Linked DNA regions of Mus musculus: region 2 is linked to region 1. Evidence: chromatin contacts called from public Hi-C data. All regions are on one chromosome and are shown on one strand. Each heading gives the region's core, a stretch centred on a gene start, on an enhancer-like site or on the middle of the called end of the contact. The rest is flanking DNA. Distances are from core to core; before and after follow the strand shown.

What was found. A called contact is a pair of places that touch in the nucleus more often than the background predicts.
Region 2: a contact with region 1 is called in a Hi-C map of pancreatic cancer cells, with 3 times the contacts expected there. The contact joins two enhancer-like sites. A contact is called at or near these places in 1 of 15 datasets of contacts at CTCF or cohesin (large pre-B cells), 4 of 484 Hi-C or Micro-C datasets (the N1E-115 cell line, bone marrow-derived macrophages, embryonic fibroblasts and 1 more), 3 of 115 datasets of contacts at active chromatin or transcription factors (CD8 T cells, extraembryonic endoderm stem cells and pancreatic cancer cells) and 1 of 9 other capture datasets (embryonic stem cells).

Annotation. Positions count from the first base shown.
Region 1 is chr2:13,297,071-13,302,528 of GRCm38.p6, forward strand. The region is part of intron 59 of Cubn (cubilin (intrinsic factor-cobalamin receptor)); the gene reads right to left. The region is part of intron 2 of Gm13270 (a long non-coding RNA gene); the gene reads left to right. Among named protein-coding and RNA genes, the nearest start is that of Gm13270, 28 kb to the left of the region's middle. Within about 2 kb of position 2,216, at least 35 of the 459 cell types and tissues checked have an H3K27ac peak or open chromatin away from gene starts, as enhancers often do. A contact at or near this core is called in pancreatic cancer cells, where this site is marked.
Region 2 is chr2:13,477,867-13,483,324 of GRCm38.p6, forward strand. Cubn (cubilin (intrinsic factor-cobalamin receptor)) reads right to left here. Exons shown (of 67, transcript NM_001081084.2): 7 at 1,204-1,330; 8 at 194-356. Among named protein-coding and RNA genes, the nearest start is that of Cubn, 11 kb to the right of the region's middle. Within about 2 kb of position 3,130, at least 23 of the 459 cell types and tissues checked have an H3K27ac peak or open chromatin away from gene starts, as enhancers often do. A contact at or near this core is called in pancreatic cancer cells, where this site is marked.

The DNA.
Region 1 (5,458 bases), core at 966-3,465:
ATGCAAGTGTGTGCCTTTGGAGGATGTAAACAGTAATGTTAACAGAAAAAGGGAGCAATGCTACAAAGAGTGAAGGCCACATCTCTGTGCCCACATACCTGGAGTGCCAAGTTATAATATAAATAATAACTAGGGTACAGTCCCATGTATACCTGTATTTTCTGAATTGCTAACTTGAAGTTCCTTCTTTCTGGTAAAGATATCCTAACATTGTTCTGCTTCAACATCACAAATTGATCATGTTTCCTGTTACAGTGTGTGTGTGTGTGTATATATATATATATATATATATATATATATATATATATATATATATATTCATTTAGAAAATGCTTAGTGACCAGCACCTTTCTCACCAGTCAGACTCTACCAGAACCACTTTGATGACATACCTTGTACCCAAGAACAAATATCACTATAGCATTCTTCTGTATTTAACTATCAGGAGCTATTTCTTCGGTTGGGAGAAAAAAATGTTTGCACAGAGGTGTGGGGCAGGAGCTGGGAGACCTCCTGGAGGTATAAACCCATATTCAGCAGAGATTCGGCCAGATCTATTTAATTGAGTCAGTAACTGAATCCTGAAAGATTAAACTTCAGAGTGAAGCTGAAGGCAGCATTAGTCTGATAAGGGAAGAAATATCTGCCATATCTAGGAGAAACATCTTAGCTGCTTTAGTGGAGGGAGACTGCTTATTAAGAAGTTATTTTGAGGACTGACAGCACCTTCTTGAGGTCTTTGCCTGTCTCTGGAGGTTAGGGAGCAGCTGCACTTAAGATAAAGATCACCCTGACTTTAGTATAGTCCTGTCTTTCAGGAACATCTGTGACTGGGGGCGTTGTAACACAGATGCATCTAAAAGCAGTGCCCTCATCAGACAGAGTGTGTCACATCACGGTGGCTTCTCTTCAGATTGTGGAGCTTGGGCTTCGGCATCCTTAGTTGGAGTAAACCTCACTGGGACTTTCACAGCTGTTGTGTCAGCTGCTCCAGCGTTATGAATCTGCTTAAGGATTCAACGTGGTTTCTGATGAACTTGCTGTCTCTATTTCTATAAAAGGATTTTGTAGAATACTGCACAACCTCAGGTTAAAAACCTCCCAGAAAACTAAGATTAGAAGGGAAATTTCTCAGTTTGATAAAGAATACCTGTAGAACTTAGAGCTATTAGCAAACTTTTGAAAGAAGGGTGTGTGTGTGTGTGTGTGTGTGTGTGTGTGTGTGTGTGTGTTCATGCCTGGGAAAGCAATAGGCTGATATCCAGTCTCTTTTTCAATGGTTCTTCATATTATATTTTGAAATAGAGCCTCTTACTGAATCTGGAGCTTGCTAATTTGGCTAGCCTGGCCAGCAAACACTATGGATCTTCCTGGCTAACTCCCAGCATTGAGATTATAGATGCACACCTCTGTGCTTGGCTTTTTATCTGTGTGCTGAGGATTGCAACTTGCATGGCAAGTACTCAGATGAGCAAGCCATCCTGTGAGTCTCTAGTAGCAAAGGTAAAGGTAAACAGTTAATCAGCCCTTCAAGATGAGGACAAGAAATGGTGGTTTTCTTACAACTCTTAATCATCACTATTAAAGTCTTGGCCGTTAATACTTAAGGGAACAAAAGCCTGGAAAGGAAGGAATCCAGGTGTCACTGTTTGCAGATGCCATTCTTCTCCTTATAGAACAATTCTGAGGGATATGCAAATACACTCTTAGACCCACGAATCCAGTCACTCAAAACCTGAATATGTATGATAGTTCTTAGACCCAAGAATACAGTCAGTCAAAATCTGAATATGTATAACAGCACATCAAAACCTGTAACATTTCTATGTATTAGCAATGTGCAAGAGAGGGAAAAGACTGAAAAACACATCATTTGTAATCACTAAAGGAGATGGAATATCTGGGTACACATTTAAATGAAGGCACATGCATAATGTTCTAAGGCCACTGAACTGATCATAAAATGATAAAAATGCTATTTTTAAATTAGATTATAGTGAGTCATGGATGATGTGGTAAGACTAGTCCTTCAAATCTCAGTTGAGTAACTACAGTTCACAAAAGCTACTTCTTAAATAGTCTAGGCATCAAACCGCAGCATGACAACTCTTCCTTCCCTTGGTCAACGTTTGCCAAGACCAGCAGGATCTCTATAAGGACAGAATGCTGTGCCTGTAAAGACGGTACAGAGACTGGCTTTGTCTGTTTTGTGCACAGGCACCTCTGATTTGTCAACACTAGGTAGCAGCCTAAGCCCAGGTTTCCATTCATTCTGCTGTATACTTAGATCTATATCAAAAGGGGGCTTGGTGGGGTGTGGCCACTCTCAAGAAATAAAGCCAAGGACTGTTGTTCACTTCTTACTGTCTTCACTGAGATGAACTCTATGAGCTATTCTGTAGGCACCATACTAATTCAAAGAAATTCAAGCCACAGATAAATAGTATGGTCTATAAGGTAAGAGCTAAAATAACAGATTGTGTGTGAAATAACATAAAAGGTGATTACTTTTTTTTTTTAAGAAGCAAAGAAAAGGAGTGAGAGAGGTAGGTCAGCAGACGAAAAGAGCCCGCCCCGAGGCTGAAGAATGGGGTTCAGTCCCCGAGACCCACACAGCAGGAAGACTCCTGCAAAGTTCTGGGCACTGTGACACGCAATCCAAAACACATGCACACACGATAAGTGGCAAGTTAAATGCAATAAAACATTTAAAGGCAAGAAAGGATGGCTAAGGGAACATACAAAGAGTACAAAGAGGAAGGACAAAGAGAAAAGAGCACAAAGGTTGAGTGAAATCAGGCAACATCAGTAATTCTGTTGCACAAAAATGTATTAAATGTTAAATTCTCCAATTGGAAGAAAAAGCCAAACACCAAATATACTCTTTGGAAGCAAAATGGTCAACAAATATGTTATGCAAATACATGTGTACATGTATAATTAGAGTTTTCAACCAAATGCTTTTTGGTCGAAAAGGATGATGAGATATGTGTGTGTGTGTGTGTGTGTGTGTGTGTGTGTGTGTGTGTGTATTTCTAAATCAAGAAAAATGGAAATCATAGATAAGTCATTTTCAGATGTTATTGCATAACAATATGAATTAATCTCCCAGGAGGACACAGTAGTTATGCATGATTGTTCTTCTTCATAGAAAGTATGGATCCCAGTCTCTGTCAACCTCTCAAGACAAATTTGCTGGTTAGAGCTGTACTCAGTTGTCAAATAAATACAGAGGTTTATCTAGTTTAATCAACACTACAGACCTCTACAAAGATAAATGTGTCCATTTTATAGAATAGAAGACCAAGGCAGCATAGCTTTGTATATTGCCCAAGCCAAACTTGTTAAGATTAGAAACTGGGTCTGGTACTCCAAAGCCTACACCAAGATTCAGGACAGCCATTTTCATAGCAAAAGAGAGGTATCATACCAAATTTACAAGGAGATGTTGACTTCTGATTTAGAGTTTGTCAAGCATAGGACCTTGCTAAACTCACTTTTGCATTCTTAAATCACTGCCCATATAGTAATTAGCTAGGAAATAATATAAAATAAAAAATAATATAAAAAACAGTGAAGGAATACATAGAAAACAAATAATGATTAGATGGATCTTTGTAAAGATTTGTCTAGTAAAGGGTTAGAATGATAACTTTTATTATTAAATAATTTTATAATTAAATCTTGATCATAAAATTGTTGCTTATTATAAAAACATATTTATGCACAAGTACACACACATTAGCAAAATGTCTTTTTAGCAATGTTAGCCTATTTTCAAAGCCAATTTTTGTAATTTTCATGACCTTTTTGACCGCATATTTTAGCAGAACAGTAGTAAAAATTTCAACAAAAGATCCAAAATAGTGACTATTTTGCCTAATGGGCAGTCTCATAGTAGGAAAATATTTCTTTGCAACAAGTGATGCCAGGTCTGATAAGGAGTTTGAATCTCGGAGTATTCAGTATATCGTCCGTGTACTGTATAGTGTACTGATAGTATAGTATATCATCAGGTAGAGCACATCCATTAATTTGAAGAATTTAGGACACGTTAACAAGCATACTCCCTCTTTAAAGGGATATGATTTTACTAAATATCGACAATTACAGAAGCAGGAATTTAAAAAGTGGAAAACATTCTGTTTAAAGAGAGCAAGATAAGTAGTCATATGTTACTTGCATGTCTTAAAACATATGATAATATAAAAGTGGAATTTATAAAATTTAGATGTAGTTTTATAATAATGATTTAAATAAGGAAATGAAATGGTTTTGTTTTCATTAATTTGAAACCTCATACCAAGTATACTGCTGATTTTAATTTTGACTACCCTGGTGGCAGGTACTAGTTGATGGTGACAGAGGTCAATTCTCCTCTGCTCAGAAGTTGCTAAGTGTCCTTGATAGGTCTCTTAATTCCTTTGTGACTTACTTCCTCCACTTTTAGACTGGACTACTTGACAGGTGTATCAACCAGACTTCCACCATCAGAATATAGCATCTAAATCCTTAAGAATGCTAAGGTAAAAACTTTCACTAAATTGAAGCTCATAATTTGGAGCTACTAATTTTTGTTGTACATATTTATTATCCTTTATTATAATATTGATATACTCCCAATAGCTGTGCTTAGTTGGGCTACCACCTCACTTCTATGCCATGCAAAGCCAGAAGAACAGATATGATATTTCTCTACCAACACCAAAAGTAATTTTTGCAACATATATTCATCTCTACACAACATGTATACTTATTATGCTTATAATTACATGCTAAATTTCATAAATTTTATTTAAAGTATGATGTTATTTATATAAAGTTTAATAAGAGTCATATTTATTTAAATATTATAGCATACACTGTATAACATGTAAATGTGAAATTGTGAAATGAAATATATAAAGATTATATACTATTTATGATATATGTATAACAAAATGTTCTATTCAGGAATGACATCCTATGACTTAAAACCAGGTACACTCAAACGAGAAGATGATCATGGAAAGAATGAGTCTATCACAGAGGGAGAGGAAAGCTAACTCTCCCTTAGGAAACCTTCCAGGGACCTGCCTTTAGCCTTGGCTATTTCTATCAATTGCCCTAGAGGATGCATAGACCAATTAGGAAAGTGTGGGTTTAGGAAATGGTCAAACCTAGTTCAATGTTTGGTTTGACCACAAATTATTTAATCTCTAATAAATACTTATCATTTCCTCCATTGTAAAATGTGTTCATTCCTGGCCCATCAGGTAGTCCTGGGGACTGGATGAAGCAGTCTAGAGAAGGAGGTGGTTGGTGACGGGCTCTCATTATGTTCTGTGCTTTTGTGACATATTTCTTGTGAGTAGACAGAATATGAAATTACCAGACCAAGTGAGCAGACTCCTCTCAAGCAAGATCAAAGAGAAAATCAGTCCCATAGAACTCTCAATATTTCTGAATGACTCATTGG
Region 2 (5,458 bases), core at 1,880-4,379, 180 kb after region 1:
AAGTTGGATGCTGGCACACTGCCTAGCAAATCTCCAACTCTGGAGACCTGTTCTAGCATTAAGATGCTCTTGAGTAGGACATGCAGGTAGGTTTAGGCACCTCTGGAAAAATGATCAGTGGTAGAGGGAAGTTGATTCTGGTACCTTGTCTGTGTGGTATTCAAAGCCTAGCATGTGTCCCCCAAGAAAGTACCTTTTGGGCAGGCGCCACAGTAGAAGGAACCTTGTGTATTGAAACACTGTGCATGTTCTGAACAAGGTGAAGGCTGGAGGCTGCATTCATCTTTGTCCTCTGTGCAGGAGATACCATTTGGCAGTGTTGTCCACCCAGCATCACAGATACAGTTAAATCTCAGCTGAAAGGAAAACAATAAAGTGAATAAAGGCTATGGGGAAGAGGAGAGAAAAAGGTCTGAATATCTCACCAAACCCTGAACTCTTTACTGTCATTCAAACGTTCATTTGCATCAGGTCAGTTGAGTGGATTCTCTTTCTCTTCCCATATGATTTAAACATTTAGACTAGACCATGGGAAAGGAACATCTTTATTTCAGGATAAAAGGATCCTATAATTTATCCCAAAGATGCCCAGGAAAGAGTAACAGTAATCAAGAGCTGTAATTACAGTCAATGGACTCAGCCAGCTATGTAGTTAAAGGGTAAACACCCAACTAGGTACAGACTTCGGGCAATCATTTCCTTCTTAAAAATCTCTTCTCTCCACTCCTTCCTCTCACTCCTACTGCTAGAAGGGACTGTTTTCTATCTCTTAAGAATCTTTAAAAATTAATTCAGAATAACTAAAATTCTTGTAACATCAAACTAGCCAGACTACCCTACCCATCTAGGACCCAGAGCTGAGAGGAAGACTGGAGAGCTAGATCCACAAAGTGTGCCCTTCACAGGGACTCAAGGCCCGAAAAATCCAGACATGAGATGCTATTGACAAAACAGAGCCTGTAATGTTTCCGTGTCTTGTCATTGTTAAACATACAGGCCAGGAGGCCAAGCCTCACAGTTTTCTGAATCCAGTTTTCTGTATAAATTATCTCCCCATTTGCTTGTGTGTGTCCTACCAAGAAATGGAGGGGACTTCACCTCTACAGTCACTTGTAGCAGCACAGTGATGGTCTAGAGTCAGCATCAGCATGGGGAGCATGTAACACTGGTTTCCACAAGAAGCACTGAGGGGAAGGGACCCACCTGTCCATGATAAACTCGCTGTAAATCCTCGCAGATGCCATGCTTACAGAGCTGCTGAGAGCCCTGTTCACAGTCATTATATTTGGATGCACACTGAGGTCCATACGTATCAGGCGTGCAGTCACATCTGTTGGTTACACAAGAGCACAAGCTCAGGGTTTGCAGTTTTAGTACCAGACTCTGTCCATTGGCATCCATAAAAGGTATCCATCAGTGCAAACCAATAACGTTAATAATAAACCAGCCAAGCAGTTTGGTCAGCTGCAACCTTAGAACGAAATTCCTCAGTTCTCCTCCGAGCAGTGCACCGAGTGATTGTGTTATCTTTGCAAATCAATTGTCAGAGAATCATGATTCAATGTTTTATAGGACTGGGGCAATAAATTCTTTTGATCTCAGTCATCAAACAGTACTGTCAAAAGTCAGGTGTCTGTAAATCATGGGTAATGGAGTTCATTCAAGAAGGGAAACGGGAGATCAGCAAGTTCACTGCATTCATCCTATAGCACCTGTCAAGAAGCGCAGGTGATGGTCTCTGCCAGGGGCCTTTCTATTACAGAGGAAATATGTATTCTTTCAGGAAGAGATGTTGTCAATAGTGGGGACATTTCCTTCACAGTCATACTTTAATGCATAACAAAATATAATCATCATACGGTTCCTAAATACTAAGAGATGCACTACCACTAGAAATGTGAGGTAAACAGAAATCAAATAGGGGAAGTTTGTTTAGTTGTGACTTTTTAAGTTGCTGGCTTAGCTGTATTTCTGCAAAGCATAGGAAAGGGATCTTGTAAGGTTGAGAGATGTGGTGGGGGTGAAGGACTCACAAAGACTAAGTGTGAGCACATCCTAGGGAGTGGAAAAGCCAAGCACAGAGGTCATGGTTAGACCCCAGCAGAGATTCATCCCAAAGGGAACTGAATGTCAGTGCTAATGCCAGAGGAGGACGAGGGAGGATCTGGAGAACATGTTTGTCTCTCATGTCAGGGACCTTGAGCTACTTCCTGAGGCTCCTGGAAAGGAAGACTCGCTACAAAGCAGAAAGGTTGTTGTAGCACTATGCATTCAGTACCAGGAGCTCAGCTAATAATCACAGATGTCAAAGTGTGATAGTGCAAGAAGTGAGTTTGAAACAATCAAGGCATGTCAGGGCTGGATTGAGAAACAATTGCTGGGGTGATACCCAGAGTCACTTCCAAGTAAAAAGAGTTCAATGTGTATTGCCAGAAATGGAGAGGACAGATATGGAAAACCACAATCTATGCACTACCATTTAGAGCTGCCAGACTTACCAACTTAGAATACAGGGGACACAGTTAAATTTCTATCTCAGGTAAATGAATACTTTAAAAATATGTAAGTATGTTGCATGTAATTTATAGCACTACTATGTAATTATAGAAAAGTTATTTAATTAATAAATAATGTCTATGAGCATTCCAAGATTTCTTTACTCATTAAAACCAGGTCATGAATTAATAATAATTAGTAATTAGACTTAGATTTGATGTTCGCTCCCTATCTAATAGCTACTCATCTTTTTCCATGCTTTCCCTTATGCCCTGTTATCTCTCCTCTTCACTAACTCATTCTTCCAGGGAAGCAAATTATACTCTTTGGGATTATCATATTTTTAAGCATTTCTTATACATATTTAAGCATTTGATTCATTGCTAAATATTTACTCTGTAAGTTTGACATGTAAAACAAAACAACTCAGAACCAATTATTACAAGTTTTTCTAAATGCATTTTCCATGCAAGGACTATTAGGGTATTTGGGAACCGCTGGGACAAAGTGATGAAAGTGTAAATCCGGAACAGATGCACTAAACATTCACCTCTGACAAGGTACTGACTCATGATGCCTCATCCAAAGGTCTTTCTCTTGAGGAAGTACTCAGAAGTATGTTTCTCTAATAGCTAAATACCTAACCACTGGAAAACTACTTATGATGTCAGAGTAGATTGGGCTCAAGTGTCTGAGGGCAACCCTCTCTCCTTAGCTCTCACTTACTTCTTCCTAGCCATTGTCACTTGGAGCTGAGTGGACATAAATCTTATAGTCTTTCAAACAATATGCAAAGTAGACTTCTTTCACTTAATTTAAATATTAAAGGAAGGAGAAAAGGAAGAAGAAGAGGAGGAAGAAGAGGAAGAGGAGGAGGAGGAGGAAGAAAAACAAGAAGAGCCAGAATCAGAAGAAGGAGGAAAAGAACAACAAGAAGAAGGAGGAGGAGGAGGGGGAGGAGGAGGAGGAGGAGGAGGAGGAGGAAGAGGAGGAGGAAGAGGAGAAGGAGAAGGAGAAGGAGAAGGAGAAGGAGAAGGAGAAGGAGAAGGAGAAGGAGAAGGAGAAGAAGAAGAAGAAGAAGAAGAAGAAGAAGAAGAAGAAGAAGAAGAAGAAGAAGAAGAAGAAGAACAACAACAACAACAACAACAACAACAACAACAACAGCAACGAGAAGGAGAAGGAGAAATGGAGGAGGAGGAAGAGGAGTGAGGAGGAGGGGGAAGAGAAGGAGGAGGAGAAAAGAAAACAAACAAGTAAACTATAGCCTTTCTTGCTATGATCTTCAAAAGCAAATGTTTTCATCTTATTTTACAGGAATGCAGCAAATAAGATTGCCTACAGCCACAGAACCAATGTATGAGAGAAGATGAAGAGAAACCCAGGTCTGCTTTACTCAGCTCCGTTATTTTTCTGTGTTACATTTCTGTTCTCAAGAGTAAAGTGAGTATGAAAATTTTCCATGGACTTTATAATATAATAGCATTTGTATGTGAAATATGTTTTCAAAGTGACTCAGTATGGCTTTTAAAGGAATAAATATTTATGAAGCAATAATAAAAGGCATATGTTTTTTAAACTACCTTAGTAGTATTCCTGCCTTTGATAGTAATTCCTTTTAAATTTTATTTATTATGTGTGTATGTGTATGCATGATGTGTAGGTTGGTGTGTGGCTATGTTCATACCACAGTGTGTGTGTTAAGTCAGGAGTCGGCTCTCTCCTACCATAGGATCCAGGGATCCTATTAGGTCACTGAGCTTTTGCAACAAGTGTATTCACCTGCTGATCCATCTCTCAAGCTCTTGGTTACTAGTTTTTGTTTTTTTAAAACAAACAAACAAACAAAAAGTCACCTTTTTATTGTTGGTTTTATCCTAGTAGAATGAAACTAGGCTTTCGGTCTTCAGAAACTGCACTTGCCAATTGAGAAGACACTGAAATATCCTTCCATAGTCCTAGTTAATTTGTCTTAGAGTCCATGGCTCAATATCAGTACATTGGATAACTGAAAAGAATTAATAAAATGTAATACCTAACTAGCACAAATGCCTAACAGAATTATCTTCACTACTTCAACTTTGCAATGCTTTAAATTCCACCAATGATATGGAGATAGCATAAGATGTACCACGTCAGCACTGTGTGCCTGGGAGTAAACACAGCTTGTTTTCTTCCTAGAAAGCCTTGTAGGTTCTCACTGTAAGTACATGTACCACCCAGGGGTGGCAAAGCCAGACCCTAAGAGCTAGCTTACATACAAAGCAAGTCAGGAGACAATCAGAAGCAACGTTCACAATGATTAGGAGACAATAATACCGAGAAGAGAAAACTGCCTTTCTCTTGGCTCTCATGGCAGCTGGAGGCAAAACCTCAGGAATTAGTTGAAACAGGTGAAAGTTTATCCTGTCCTATACCCATCACTCTAAAGAAGAAACTTTTCCAAAGTGGGGTGGGGGACCAAAAGAAAAGAAATTGCCAATAAAACAGGGATCCCAACTACTAGTACTTACATGATGCCTCATCTTCTCAAAGACATTCATAATGATGAATTGTTAAACTTGTGAAGAAAGAATTCCATTTCCCCCAACTAAGCTGACTCACAGAATTTTCTAATTGCCTGCCATACCCACATTGCTAACTAAGATCATTCAACAGCAGCTCATGGTTTCCTTATCAAATTCATGGTTCAGTTTCACAAAGGAGCTTCTGAGCCCAGTGAAACTACAGGTAATTAAGCATTTTAACTTCCCAGACTTAACAGAATTCCAGGAATGGTTTAAATGCTCAGTGTTTTATTACATACAGACTCACAAAGCAAAAACTAAATTTTATGCTCATGAGCAGTATATATTTTATTTCATCCCTTCGAGATGTTGAGGGTGGATAATGGCTTAGCCAGTGAATTGCTTGTCTTGTAAGTGTGAAGACAAGAGCTCAATGCCCAGAACCCATTGAAAAAGGA